Linked DNA regions of Sus scrofa: region 2 is linked to region 1. The links are chromatin contacts, called in public Hi-C maps. All regions are on one chromosome and are shown on one strand. The core of a region is the stretch at or near the end of the contact, and the rest is flanking DNA. Distances in the headings are between cores, read along the strand shown.

Region 1 (6,003 bases), core at 2,253-4,752:
CACTGAAACTTGGGTTCAGATATAGGTGATAAAACAGTTAATGATGCTGCGACACTTGGTAAAATGCCTGCTAACCTGAGCGTTTCTTGTGTAGTTAAGAAAGGAAGGGAGCTCTTGTGGCTTAAGGTGTTAAGAACCCAACTAATACCCATGAGGATGCGGGTTCAATCCCTGGGCTCCATCAGTGGGTTAAAGATCCGGCGTGGCCACAAGCTGAGGTGTAGGTCAAAGATGTGGCTTGGATCCCGAGTTGCTGTGGCTGTGGTGTCGGCTGGCAGCTATAGCTCTGATGGGACCCCTAGCCTGGGAACTTCCATAGGCTGCAGGTGCAGCCCTTAAAAAGAAAGAAAAAAAGAAAAGGAAAAAGAGAAGAAAGAAAGAACTAAGGAAGGAAGGGATGGTTGGAGTTGAGTGGATGAGATTTACATGGAAGGTTAAAGGCTGCCACTCACAGATCCAGGCTGCCTGGGGGCCGAGGCCAAAAGAGGATGTGCTGGTCGTGGCCCCCTGGAAACCATACGCTTCTGGACCACAAGGGTTGTGCCAGCGTGATAAGACTCGGAGCATCAGGAAGCTGCTCCCTGGACAGCCACTCAGCTGGCTCTGCTCAGGAACACAGCCCTCTCGGTAGGAGGACCTGCCCCCCACCCCCATTCTCAAACATCAGCTTACCTCCTGCCTGAGGGGCTTGAGCTGCCTGAACAAAGTACCAGGCTGGGTGGCTTAAACCACAGAGACTGATTTTCTCGCCGTCCTGGAGGCCGGACATCCGGGGCCAAGGTGCTGGAGGGTTGGTTTCTCCTGTGGCCTCTCTCCTTGGCTTGCAGGTGGCCACCTGTCCCTGTGTCCTCCCCTGGCCGTCCCTCTGCGTGTGTGTCCCTCCCTGGGGTCTCCCCTTCTTCTTAGGACACCAGAATGGGAGTCCATCTATTGAATGGGAGCCCACCTCTATGACCCCACACACTGGGAACCGCATCTATAAAGGCCCTGACTGCAAATACAGCCACATTCTGAGGTCTCTGGGGGTTAGGACATCTGAGCCCACCTCCAGCCAAGTTCTCCTGCCGAGTTTAAGGTTAACCTCTCTATCCAAAACTTTAATCACTTTCTTGTCCCATCCCCTGTTCCCCTCAGAGTCGAGGAGTGGTTAAGGAAAGCGGGGACTGAAACTAAGCAGGACACTTCAGAGTCCTCCTGGGTCCCAAAGCCACTCCATGTCCCTGTTACTTTCTTTCTTTTTCTTTTTCTTTCTTTCTTTCTTTCTTTCTTTCTTTCTTTCTTTCTTTCTTTCTTTCTTTCTTTCTTTCTCTTTCTTTCTTTCTTTCTTTCTTTCTTTCTTTCTTCCTTCCTTCCTTCCTTCCTTCCTTCCTTCCTTCCTTCCTTCCTTCCAAGGGCCGCACCCATGGCATATGGAGTTTCCTAGGCTAGGGGAACACCACAGCCACAGCAACGCTAGATCTGAGTGGCATGTGCAACCTACACCACAGTTCACAGCAATGCCGGATCCTTAACCCACTGAGCAATGCCAGGGACTGAACCTCCATCCTCAGGGATACAAGTCAGGTTTGTTAACCCCTGAGCCGCAGTGGGAACTCCTTTTCCTTCTTTCTTTTGGCTGTGTCCTCAGCATATGGAAGTTCCCAGCCAGGGATCCAATCTGCACCACAGCAGCAACCCGAGCTACAGTAGTGACAATGCTGGATCCTTCACCCCCTGCACCCCCAGGGAACTCTATGTCCCCTGTTTCTTGTTTATAGAAGAAAAGCTTTAGTCTCCTAGGCTTCCCCAAGTTCCAAAGAACAGACTCCTGCTGTTAATAATTAGTCCCGGGCCTGCTAGTTCCTCCTGAAGGGACAGAGAGGACAATCTGATGTTATCTTTGAGTCATTCTGCAGAAATGAAGACCCCGCCTAGTGGAGGATGCTGACCACAGGCTGACAAACACTAGATCCCAGACTGGTGGGAACCAGAGGCTGATAATTAAGATTCTGGAAACATCATCCTATTACCTCACCACCAATCAGGAGTTCCCCTTGTGGCTCAGTGGGTTAGGAACTGGACCAGTGTCCATGAAGATGCCGGTTCGATCCCTGGCCCCGCTCAGTGGGTTAAGGATCTGGCGTTGCCATGAGCTGTGGTGTAGATGGCAGACGAAGCTCTCATCCTGTGTTGCTATGGCTGTGGTATAGGCCAGTAGCTACAGCTCTGATTCAACTCCTAGTCTGAGGACTTCCATATGTGGCAGGTGCAGCACTAAAAAGAAAAGAAAAAGAAAAGAGACATTGGGGCAGGACTCTCAGAACTGTTGGCTTCACTGGTCCCTGCTGATCTGCCCTCCTCTAGATGAAGCTGGAAGCCTGGAGCCCACCTGGGCCTGACTCCAAGCGCCTGTATCCTCCAGGTGGCTGCTCCACGTGGGCTCACAAGGATAGGCTGACCCTCAGTCTGCTCCTTCCCTGCCTGCCACTCCCGAGCCACAGACAGTTCAACTTTTTTCTTTTCTTATCTTTTTTTTCAGGGCCAAACATGTGGCACATGGAGGTTCCCAGGCTATGGGTCAAACCAAAACTATAGCCACCGGCCTGCACCACAGCCACAGGAACGCGAGATCCAAGCCACCTCTGTGACTTACACCACACCTCACGGCAATGCCGGATCCTTAACCCACTGATCGAGGCCAGGGATCGAATCTGCATCCTCACGGATACTAGCTGGGTTCGTCGTTACCACAGAGCCATGATGGGAACTCCTGATATAGATTTTGATCCCTCTAAGAGGTGAAGCATGACTCCCGCCCAGGAAGCAGGGGCTGCACCCAGCGACTACAGAAGGAGTTCCCGTCGTGGCGCAGTGGTTAACGAATCCGACTAGGAACAATGAGGTTGCGGGTTCGATCCCTGCCTTTGCTCAGTGGGTTAACGATCTGGCGTGGCCGTGAGTTGTGGTGTAGGTTGCAGATGCGGCTCAGATCCCACGTTGCTGTGGCTCTGGCATAGGCCTGTGCCTATGGCTCCAATTAGACCCCTAGCCTAGGAACCTCCATATGCCGCGGGAGTGGCCCAAGAAATGGCAAAAAGACAAAAAAAAAAAAAAAAAAACAACAAAAAAACCACAAAATCTATATCAATTATTTAGAAGTCGCGCATAAGGGAGATTTCTCTTTCCCTTTGACTGCCGTCTTCAATTTATTTGTATCACAATGGACTCATGGATATTTGTTTCCCACTTTGAGTTGTTAGGAAATACGATTGTTTTTGTTCAAATTGTTCCTACGTTTGCCCTGGGGAGCTCCTTCAGTTGGCTCTGTGTCCCTTTGCCTTAGTGCTGTCACTTTGTGTCAGGGAGCACTTTCTTAACTTTCCGGCTGTAGGAGATGCTCCAGGCTCCTCCCCCAGGCCAGACTCAGCCCCTTCTCCAAGGAGCCCTGGTGTCTGTTACAGAGGAGCATGGGCTTAGGAGCCCAGCTGTGTGTGTTTCTGGCCACTTGGGTGTCGTTGCTTCTAGCCTCTCAAGGGCCAAGGGCATGTGTAAACATAAATAACCCCTGGCTAGACCCATAACCATGATGTCTATATTTACCCACTGACATTTCTGTAAGCTAACTAAACACGAGTTCCTAGCGTCATCTCCCAACGCTGACCCAGTGTCATGTGGTTTGTCCTAGCCTCCTCCCCCACTGCCCCTGTCTTATCTGTAACTGGCTCTCACCCCCCATCATCTCTGTACTCTTTTATTTATCCAGGTGGTTCAGGATTCTTAGCCTGGGCTCGGGGAGAGACAACTTTACCAACAAGAGCAGAGTGCTGCACGCAATCCCTGCCACCCCCCCCACACCGCCTTTCCTTTCTTTTTCGGCTACATCTGCTGTGTATGGAAGTTCCCCAGCCAGGGATTGAATCCTAGCCTCACCTCTGACCTACGTCACAGCTGTGGCAACATCAGATCCTAAAGCCACTGCCCCAGGTGGGGATCGAACCCGGCAAAGCCACAGAGGCAAGCTGGATCATTAACCCACTTCGCCACAGTGGGAACGCCATAGCCCCTTTTGTCTAAAGACTTTGTCTAAAGTCATGGTTACCATTCATTCCCAAAGCTTTATTTTTAATTAAAAAAAAAATTTTTTTTTGTCTTTTTAGGGCCGTACCTGCAGTATATGGAGGTTCCCAGACTAGGGGTCCAATCAGAGCTGTAGCCTCCAGCCTACACCAGAGCCACAGCAACGTGGGATCCGAGCCTCGTCTGCGACCTACACCACCGCTCATGGCAGCGCCGGATCCTTAACCCACTGAGCGAGGCCAGGGATCGAACCTGCAACCTCATGTTCCCAGTCCAAAGATTCGTTAACCACTGCGCCACGACGGGAACTCCCCAAAGCTTTATTTTTTAAAGTTAAAGTATAGTTGATTTTCAATATTGTGCCGACTTCAGCCCCTTTTCTCGCCCACCTCCTTCAGGGCGGTTTCAAACTGCTTCTCTAACACAGTGGGGATTCCACGCTGGGGTCGCTAACATCCTAATTTTTTTTTTTTTTTAATTTGTCCCCGCTAAGTTTCCCTCTGTGCTCTAAAGCCCCAAGAGGCTGACGAGGTACAGTGTCACACACCCACCATCTCAGCACCATTACAGCCCACTTTCACTTCCCCTCCAAACCCCCTGTGCTTCGCCAACTCAGCCCTCCTTCCAGCCCCTCAGTGTCCAGGGATCTGTCTTCCTTTTCCATCTTCTGTGTCTTAACTGAGCTTGACGTTGGCCGTGGCGCCTGCCCACCAGCATCGTTGAAAACCCTTCTCTCCGATTGCCTTGGTTACCTCCCACTGTGGCATCACCTGTCGTCTTCCTTTCTCAGCCAAACCATTTATCTGCCCTCAGCCTGACTTCTCACCTCGCCACTGACACCGCTCCTGCCAAGGTCTCCAATGGCTTCCTTGGTGCCAAACCCAGAGGGCCCTGCGTCCCCTCTGTGGCCACCTCCTGGGGCTGGAAGCCTGAGCCTGTCCTTCTCGCTCTGCGGTGCCACTCCCTCATGACTCATTCCCTCCCGGCCTTAAGAAATGTCCACGTGGACACTTCCCCGCCCCCCCCGGTTTGGAACGTGGGGTCCTCCCACTGAGATGTTCCGGCAGGTGCCTCCGGCACAGCAGGCCCTGAGCCAACCTCGCGCTCTGCTGCCTGCCATGAAACAAGAAGAAACCACCCCAAGGTGGAGAACAAGGAGCTCCCTTTGTGGTGCCGTGGAAACGAATCCGACTAGGAACCATGGGGTTGTGGGTTCGATCCCTGGCCTCGCTCAGTGGATTAAGAATCTGGTGTTGCTGTGGCTGTGGCATAGGCTGGTGGCTGCAGCTCTGATTCAACCCTTAGCCTGGGAACTTCCATATGCCAAGGGTGCGGCCCTAAAAAAGAGCAAAAAAAAAAAAAGGAAAAGAGTCACCACAAAGTGGGGAACAAGAGGAACAAAAATCAATCCAGAAGAAAAAAGTTAAAAAATTAATCAGCTGCCCCGCAGGCAGCCTCCTAAGGTCCTTTTTTCTACCTCTGGCTGCAGGCGCTCTGACTCTGAATCGCTGTCACCATGTAAGGTGAGCTGTAGTGAGCGGTGGAGATGTTTCTGGAAGCCTTTCTTTCTTTCTTTCTTTCTTTTTTTTTGCCCTGCCCACAGCATGCAGAAGTGTCCAGGCCAGGGAAGGAACCCACGCCACAGCAGTCACAACATTGGTCCTTAAACCTCCGAGCCACCAGGGAACTTCCTGGGAGCCTTTTCTGCAATAGCTTAACAGTCACAGACTTGATTACAAGCCTGTAAATATGCTCCAACAAACCCAATTCACCTTCCCCTGACCAGATCCTAAAACATGGCCGGCAGCCATCGTAATGTCCCCTGATGGGAGGGGGAACTCCATGGGTTGTACACCTTAGATGGGTGAATTGTGGGAGCTCCCTTCGTGGCTCAGCGGTTAATGAACCCGACTAGGATCCATGAGGATGTGGGTTCCATCCCTGGCC
Region 2 (5,816 bases), core at 918-3,417, 290 kb before region 1:
AGAATGAAGAGCAGGACCCCCTGCCTTCCCCCACACTGTGACCTCATGCTCCATAAATAGCCACAGTGAGTGGCTTTCAGCTCCTATTGCAGGCGGTGTGTGACCATGCCTGTCTGCCCCTGCATTTGCCTCTCAGCTGCCCAGCCCTGACTGCCCCCCAACACACACACCCCTCCCACAGGCATGGCCAGACCCTCCTGTGATCTCTTCCACACGCGTGTGCCTCGGCTGTGCTACTCCTCACACCATCTCCTGGCCCATCTCCTGACCCACCCTGAGCTCCTTGAACTTAAGACTGTGGCTTCCCTCTGTATTTGTGGGGCTGGGCCCCCGGCCCTGGCGTGGCCTTGGGTAAATGAATGGACGGGGCTCTGGGCCTCGGAGCCCACAGTCCTCCGGAAAGGCAGGAACGTGGAGCCAGTTCTCTGAGTGCTGTCTCCTGGTCCCCAGGGTGGCCAAGCCGACCTGACAGCCTGGCAGGACTGACTTTGAACCAGAGGAAGTCAATACTTCTCTGGAAAGGTCGCCTCGCTGAGAAGGCCCAGCTGTAGGCTCCAGGGAGGAGAGCAGGCTGAACAGAATGCTGAGCTCATCCCTTTCTTGTCCTCAGTGCTCTTCTGTCCATGACATATATCGATCATTTTTCCTGGCTACAAAAGGATGCATAGTCATTGTGGAAAGTCGCTGGGGAGGATTAGCTGTTCCTGCTGTGGCGCAGTGGGTTAAAGGATCCAGTGTTGCTGCAGCTGTGGTGCAGGCCTCAGCCGAGGCTCAGATTCAATCCCTGGCCCAGGAATTCCATATGCTGTGGATGCAGCCAAAAAACAAGAAAAAGAAAAAAAAAAGAAGAAGAAGAAGAAGAAGAAAGTCATTGGGAAAGATTAGAAACAGCAGAAGAGCTTAGAGATTCCTATCTCATAGTTGGAGTAACTGTTACCTTGTGTTAATTGCTTTTCTTTCTTTTTTTTTTTTTTTTTTTGTCTTTTTAGGGCCACACCCACAGTATATGAAGGTTCCCAGGCTAGGGGTCCAATCGGAGCTGTAGCCGCTGGCCTACACCACAGTCACAGCAACACGGGATCTGAGCTGCGTCTGCAACCTACACCTCACACAGCTCGTGGCAATGCCGGATCCTTAAGCCACTGAGCGAGGCCAGGGATCAAACCTGCGTCCTCATGGATGGTAGTCAGTTTCGTTAACCAATGAGCCACGACAGAAACTCCTATCTTCTGTTAATTTCCCAGCAGCCCTTGAATACTTACGTATTTCTATTATAAAGTTGAGACCATACAGTGTAACATTTTAATATCCTTTTAAAAAAAAAAATGCTATGGCTGCTCCTGTGACATATGAGGGCAGAGACTGAATCTGGGCCTGAGCCGCTGCAGTGCCAATGCCAAGTCCCCAGCCCTCTGTGCCACAAGAGAACTCCAGTGTGCCCTCATTTTTTTTTTTTTTATCCGCTTTTTACTGTTGGACATTGGTTTCTCATGTTTGCTGTTAATTATAACAGCAAACATTGACTGAGTTTCTTCCAGGTTCCATGTCAAGTGGCACATAACATTAGCCCAGGGAATCAGGCAGGAGCTGTCCCAGGCCCACTTTCACGAGTAGAAAACTGGCCCGGGCAGTGACAGGTTCAAGGCCATGGAACAGGTCATGCAGGTCCAGGGTGTGGCCAGCAGAGAACGTCCAGGAGAGGCTTACGGGCCATGTGCGTTTCTAAGCAGAACAGCGTTCTAGCTGAGGAGCAGGCGTCACATAGGCAATCGGCACAGCGTGCCAGGAGGGCACGAAACACTGGAAGGGTTTTCTGCTGCCTTGTTATTCTGGGTCTTCACCTCCAGGCGCCTTTGAACGTGCTAGTCGCCTTTGAGCTCCGGTCTCTCCCTGCCCCAGCTCCGCACAGAGGACAGACGCCCTGCAAGGGCCAGTTCCAGGTCCCCAGTGCCCTTGGCAAAGGCCTCTGTGTGGCCGGTCTCCCGTGGAAATGCCACCCTCATGCTGTGACTGGTATAGACCCTGGGCCAGCCATCCCGGGGCGCAAGGGACCCCGTCTAGACGTGGCCCATTTCATTAAGGAAGCCCTCGTCCTTTCTCTTCCCTGCTTCTTGGCCCTGGAGCGGCAGTGCTGGCACGGGGGCTCCTCAGGCCTGTTCCAGCCTCTGATCACACTCTTGCTTGGCGAGACTTTCCAGGGAAGGTCCCCGGCCTGAGCCAGCTGGGCGGTCCCAGGGCTCTGCCGGCTTTCCCCCTCGGAAGCCAAGGCTGCCGGCTCAGGCTCTGCTGCTGCCAGAGAGCCTAAAATAGGTCATTTGGTCTCAGGGTTACACCACAGACCTTGTTAAAATAGCTGTGGTCTTGGGCAACCCAGCATGGAGCCAGCGGCCAAGGGGAAGGCCACCCGTTGCAGACACTTCCAGAGACCCAGCAGGCTCCCCCCTCTGCTCATCACCCTGCTTGACCCTCTCAGCGGCCTGTGGGTCGGGGTGCTGGCACGAGCTGGCCTTCTTCCTGGAATGCTCGCCCATGCCTCTGGCCCCTGCCCTTTCACTGCCTCCATGCCACCCTCTGTGCCCACCCGGGTCGGCCCGGCTTCCTCTTCTCGTTCTAGAACTGCCTGCGGATCTGTCCACATCATGTCAGGAGCCCCGCTGGGCTGGGCTCTGCTGTGTGTGCCGTCTCGCATTTGGCCATGGTCCAGCTGTGGCACAGAGCAGGGGTCTGTCGGGTCCTTTGGAGACCTCCGAGGCTCCCTCTGTGTGGGGACCGGCTGCCAGGGGTTCTGAGAGCCCCTCTGCCCACGTGCGGCTCCGAGGCTTCTCTCAGAGGTGCCAGGTGATCACCAGCTCTGGACTGAAATTACAGTCAGGCCCCGGGAGAATTCACCCGGTGGGATGGGAAGCTAATCATTTTTAACGTTAATCAACACTTCCATGAGAATTCCCTGGAACCTAGTGATAGTAACATTGGACCAAAAAAAATCTCATATACGTTGAATCCAACTGAAAACTCAACCAGAAGGACTTGGTATGTGAGAACCTGCATCACAGAAAAAGAAAAAAGCATCCAGGAGCTCCCCCAGTGGTTCAGTGGGTTAAGGACCTGGTGTTGTCGCGGCTGTAGTTCGGTTCAGTGCTGTGGTGTAGTTTTAGTCCCTAGCCTGGGAACCTCCGCATCCCTAGGGCATGGCCAAAAAAGAAACAAACAAGCAAACAAAAAACAACCCCAAGAAAAGGTGAGGGTGGGGCTGAAGAGCAGAGCTGGCCGCTCCTTACAGCATCTGGTTCTGGCCTGCGCCTGGCTGCCTTCACCCGCCTTGGCGTGATGGGTCCTGTCCTGTTGAGCTGAGAGCAGGGGCCTCCAAGCCCTTGCGCACCTCTGCACCCACCTCCCAACACCCCGGCAGAGGCAGACCACTCTCCCAGAGAAGAGCATCAGGGGCCGCTCAGGCCAGCGATGGCACAGTCCTGCTCATACCAGGCCGTTGATCTGACAGCCCCCAACCTCGAGCTGCTGGCCCAGCAGGACGGACACGGGAACGGACACGTAAAGAACTTTAGGTGCGTCGTGGCTCAGTGGTAACAAACCCAACTAGTATCCATGAGGACGCGGGTTCTATCCCTGGCCTCGCTCAGTGGGTTAAGGATCTGGAGTTGGCGTGAGCTGTGGTGTAGGTCACAGATGCAGCTTGGATGCTGCGTTGCCATGGCTGTGGGGTAGGCCGATTCAGCCCCTAGCCTAGGAACTTCCATGTGCCATGGGTGTGGCCCTAAAAAAGACAAATAATAATAATAATAAAGTCAGTGGTGACTTTTCCCTGTCGGTGTCTGTGGATCCTGGCTGGAGGCAGATAGCTGGGGGCCAGGGATTAAATGGGCGGTGAGGACTCAGGGGCAGGAATGATGCTGCTTTCAGAATGCTGGCTGAGAAGGGACAGCAGCTCAGGGGTGGGGACCATGTGTAGCATCGAGTTCTTGGAGTGCAGGCCACAGACCACACCTAAATTACAGAGAGCACGTGCCAAAATGCAGGCACCAGGGCACATCATCCATCCCACCCCTGATGATTAGAGAGGCTGCCGGGAGAGCCTGGGAACCTGCATTTGAAAGAAGTCCCTGGAGGAGTTCCCGTTGTGGCTCAGTCGGTTAAGAATCCAACTAGTTTTCATGAGAATGCAGCTTCAGTCCCTGGTCCTGCTCATTGGGTTAAGGATCTGGCATTGCCATGAGCTGCAGTGTAGGTCATAGACGCGGCTCAGATCCCATGTCGCTGTGGCTGTGGCATAGGCCTCAGCTGCAGCTCCAATGTAGCCCCTAGCCCCATAACCCCATAGGTTCTATATGCTGCAGTTGCAGCCATAAAAAGAAAAGAAAAGAAAGGAAGAAAGAAAGAAATGAGCCCCCAGGGTGGTTGTGACACCCACCAGAATTTGCGACTATGCCAGGACTAGGCAAAGACCCCTGGAGGGACCCACCTGTCCCCGGATTCCGTCCCTTCTCTGCTCAGGCGAGCTCTGTGGTCCAGGAGGTGGGTGGAGGCAGGAAACCTGAGTGAGGATAACGGGTACCTCACCTGGGAAAACCCCCCCCCGGGGTAGGATGTGCATGTTGCCTCAGTGGGTGTCAGGGGTGAGGTGACCCGGGGAGGATGGGATGGAGCAGCGCAGGTGTGATGCTTGATGCTCCTGGGCAGTCCCATGGGCGGGGTTGGTGTGTTCTGCTGACGAGGAAATGGAGGCCCAGGTAGGCAGGGTCAGACCCAGGCCCAGGTACCAGAGTCCACCAAAGGAGCCCAAGCCTGGGGAGGCCCTGGCTGGTCTGTCGGAAGGCCCAGGGCCTCTATTGGGAGCTGCCTCCGCACCTCAGGCCATGTGCTCCACCTTCTGGCAGCCAGTGCCTGGCGATGTGGTTGTCAGCCTGGAGCCCTGTCAGCGCCACCAAGCCTGGAGCCTACTTTGGCTGCTGAGACCTTGGTGGATCCGAGATGCTGTCCCCATGGCAACCAGTGTCGTGCTGTCTCTGGGCACAAGCCATCCTCCGGGAACTTTGGGCATCAGAGCTGAGGTGTACAGAACCTCAGGCTTCTAGGCTGCGGCTGCAAAAAATAGCGCATGCCACCCAGCGGGCCTGGGTTTGTCCAGGGGGAGGCCTGGTCCAGGCGGGTGCTGAGGCTCTTCCCCGTGGAAACTGCTGCCCTTGGAGGAGTGTCTGGGACCTGTTTACCTGGGAGCCTTGCCTCCTGGCTCATCTCCCCAGAGCTGATACCGGAGCCGTGTGGTTTCAGGGAGCTGGGGAGCCAGGTAGCAGGAGTGAGTTCTTATGGGCAGCACAATAATGAGTCCTTGGGGCGAGGAGGAAGAACCAAATCCAAAAATCTCATGGTCGGGAAGGGGCAGACCCGGAATGGAGCCACTTGGATGCTCTGGAGCATGTGGCTGTGTCTCCTCTCCCGCTGGTCGGCCGTGTGCATGGAGCTTCCACGGGGACCTGGCAGGTCGAATTCCCTGGACGGTTTTGGAGAACTTCTGCCAAAGGTCACTCCTAACGTTAACCTCCAGCAGGAATTCGGAGACTCCGGGTAGCAGGAGTGAATTTCTAAGTTTTTCAGGCCCCGGTCATTTGCCCTCTTTAGGAAGGAGGTCAGGAGGTCAGGAGGTCATGTGATCCCTGAGCCCACACGGAGTGATCCTGGGGAGCTCTGGCCAGCGAGGGGCGCAAGGGTTTCAGAGGCTGGGGGGAGGGGGGTTGACCTTGGAGGAGCCCGTGACTCTGAATCGGGTGATGGGGTGTCTCCACCGTGGCTGATGCTGGTGC

The links. A called contact is a pair of places that touch in the nucleus more often than the background predicts.
Region 2: a contact with region 1 is called in a Hi-C map of skeletal muscle, with 7 times the contacts expected there. The contact joins two enhancer-like sites. A contact is called at or near these places in 4 of 47 Hi-C or Micro-C datasets (blood, embryonic fibroblasts, heart right ventricle and 1 more) and 1 of 2 datasets of contacts at active chromatin or transcription factors (skeletal muscle).

Annotation. Positions count from the first base shown.
Region 1 is chr6:69,911,565-69,917,567 of Sscrofa11.1, reverse strand. No RefSeq gene overlaps it. Among named protein-coding and RNA genes, the nearest start is that of SLC25A33, 20 kb to the left of the region's middle. Within about 2 kb of position 3,502, at least 9 of the 83 cell types and tissues checked have an H3K27ac peak or open chromatin away from gene starts, as enhancers often do. A contact at or near this core is called in skeletal muscle, where this site is marked.
Region 2 is chr6:70,196,047-70,201,862 of Sscrofa11.1, reverse strand. The region is part of intron 3 of CTNNBIP1 (beta-catenin-interacting protein 1); the gene reads left to right. Among named protein-coding and RNA genes, the nearest start is that of CLSTN1, 34 kb to the right of the region's middle. Within about 2 kb of position 2,167, at least 14 of the 83 cell types and tissues checked have an H3K27ac peak or open chromatin away from gene starts, as enhancers often do. A contact at or near this core is called in skeletal muscle, where this site is marked.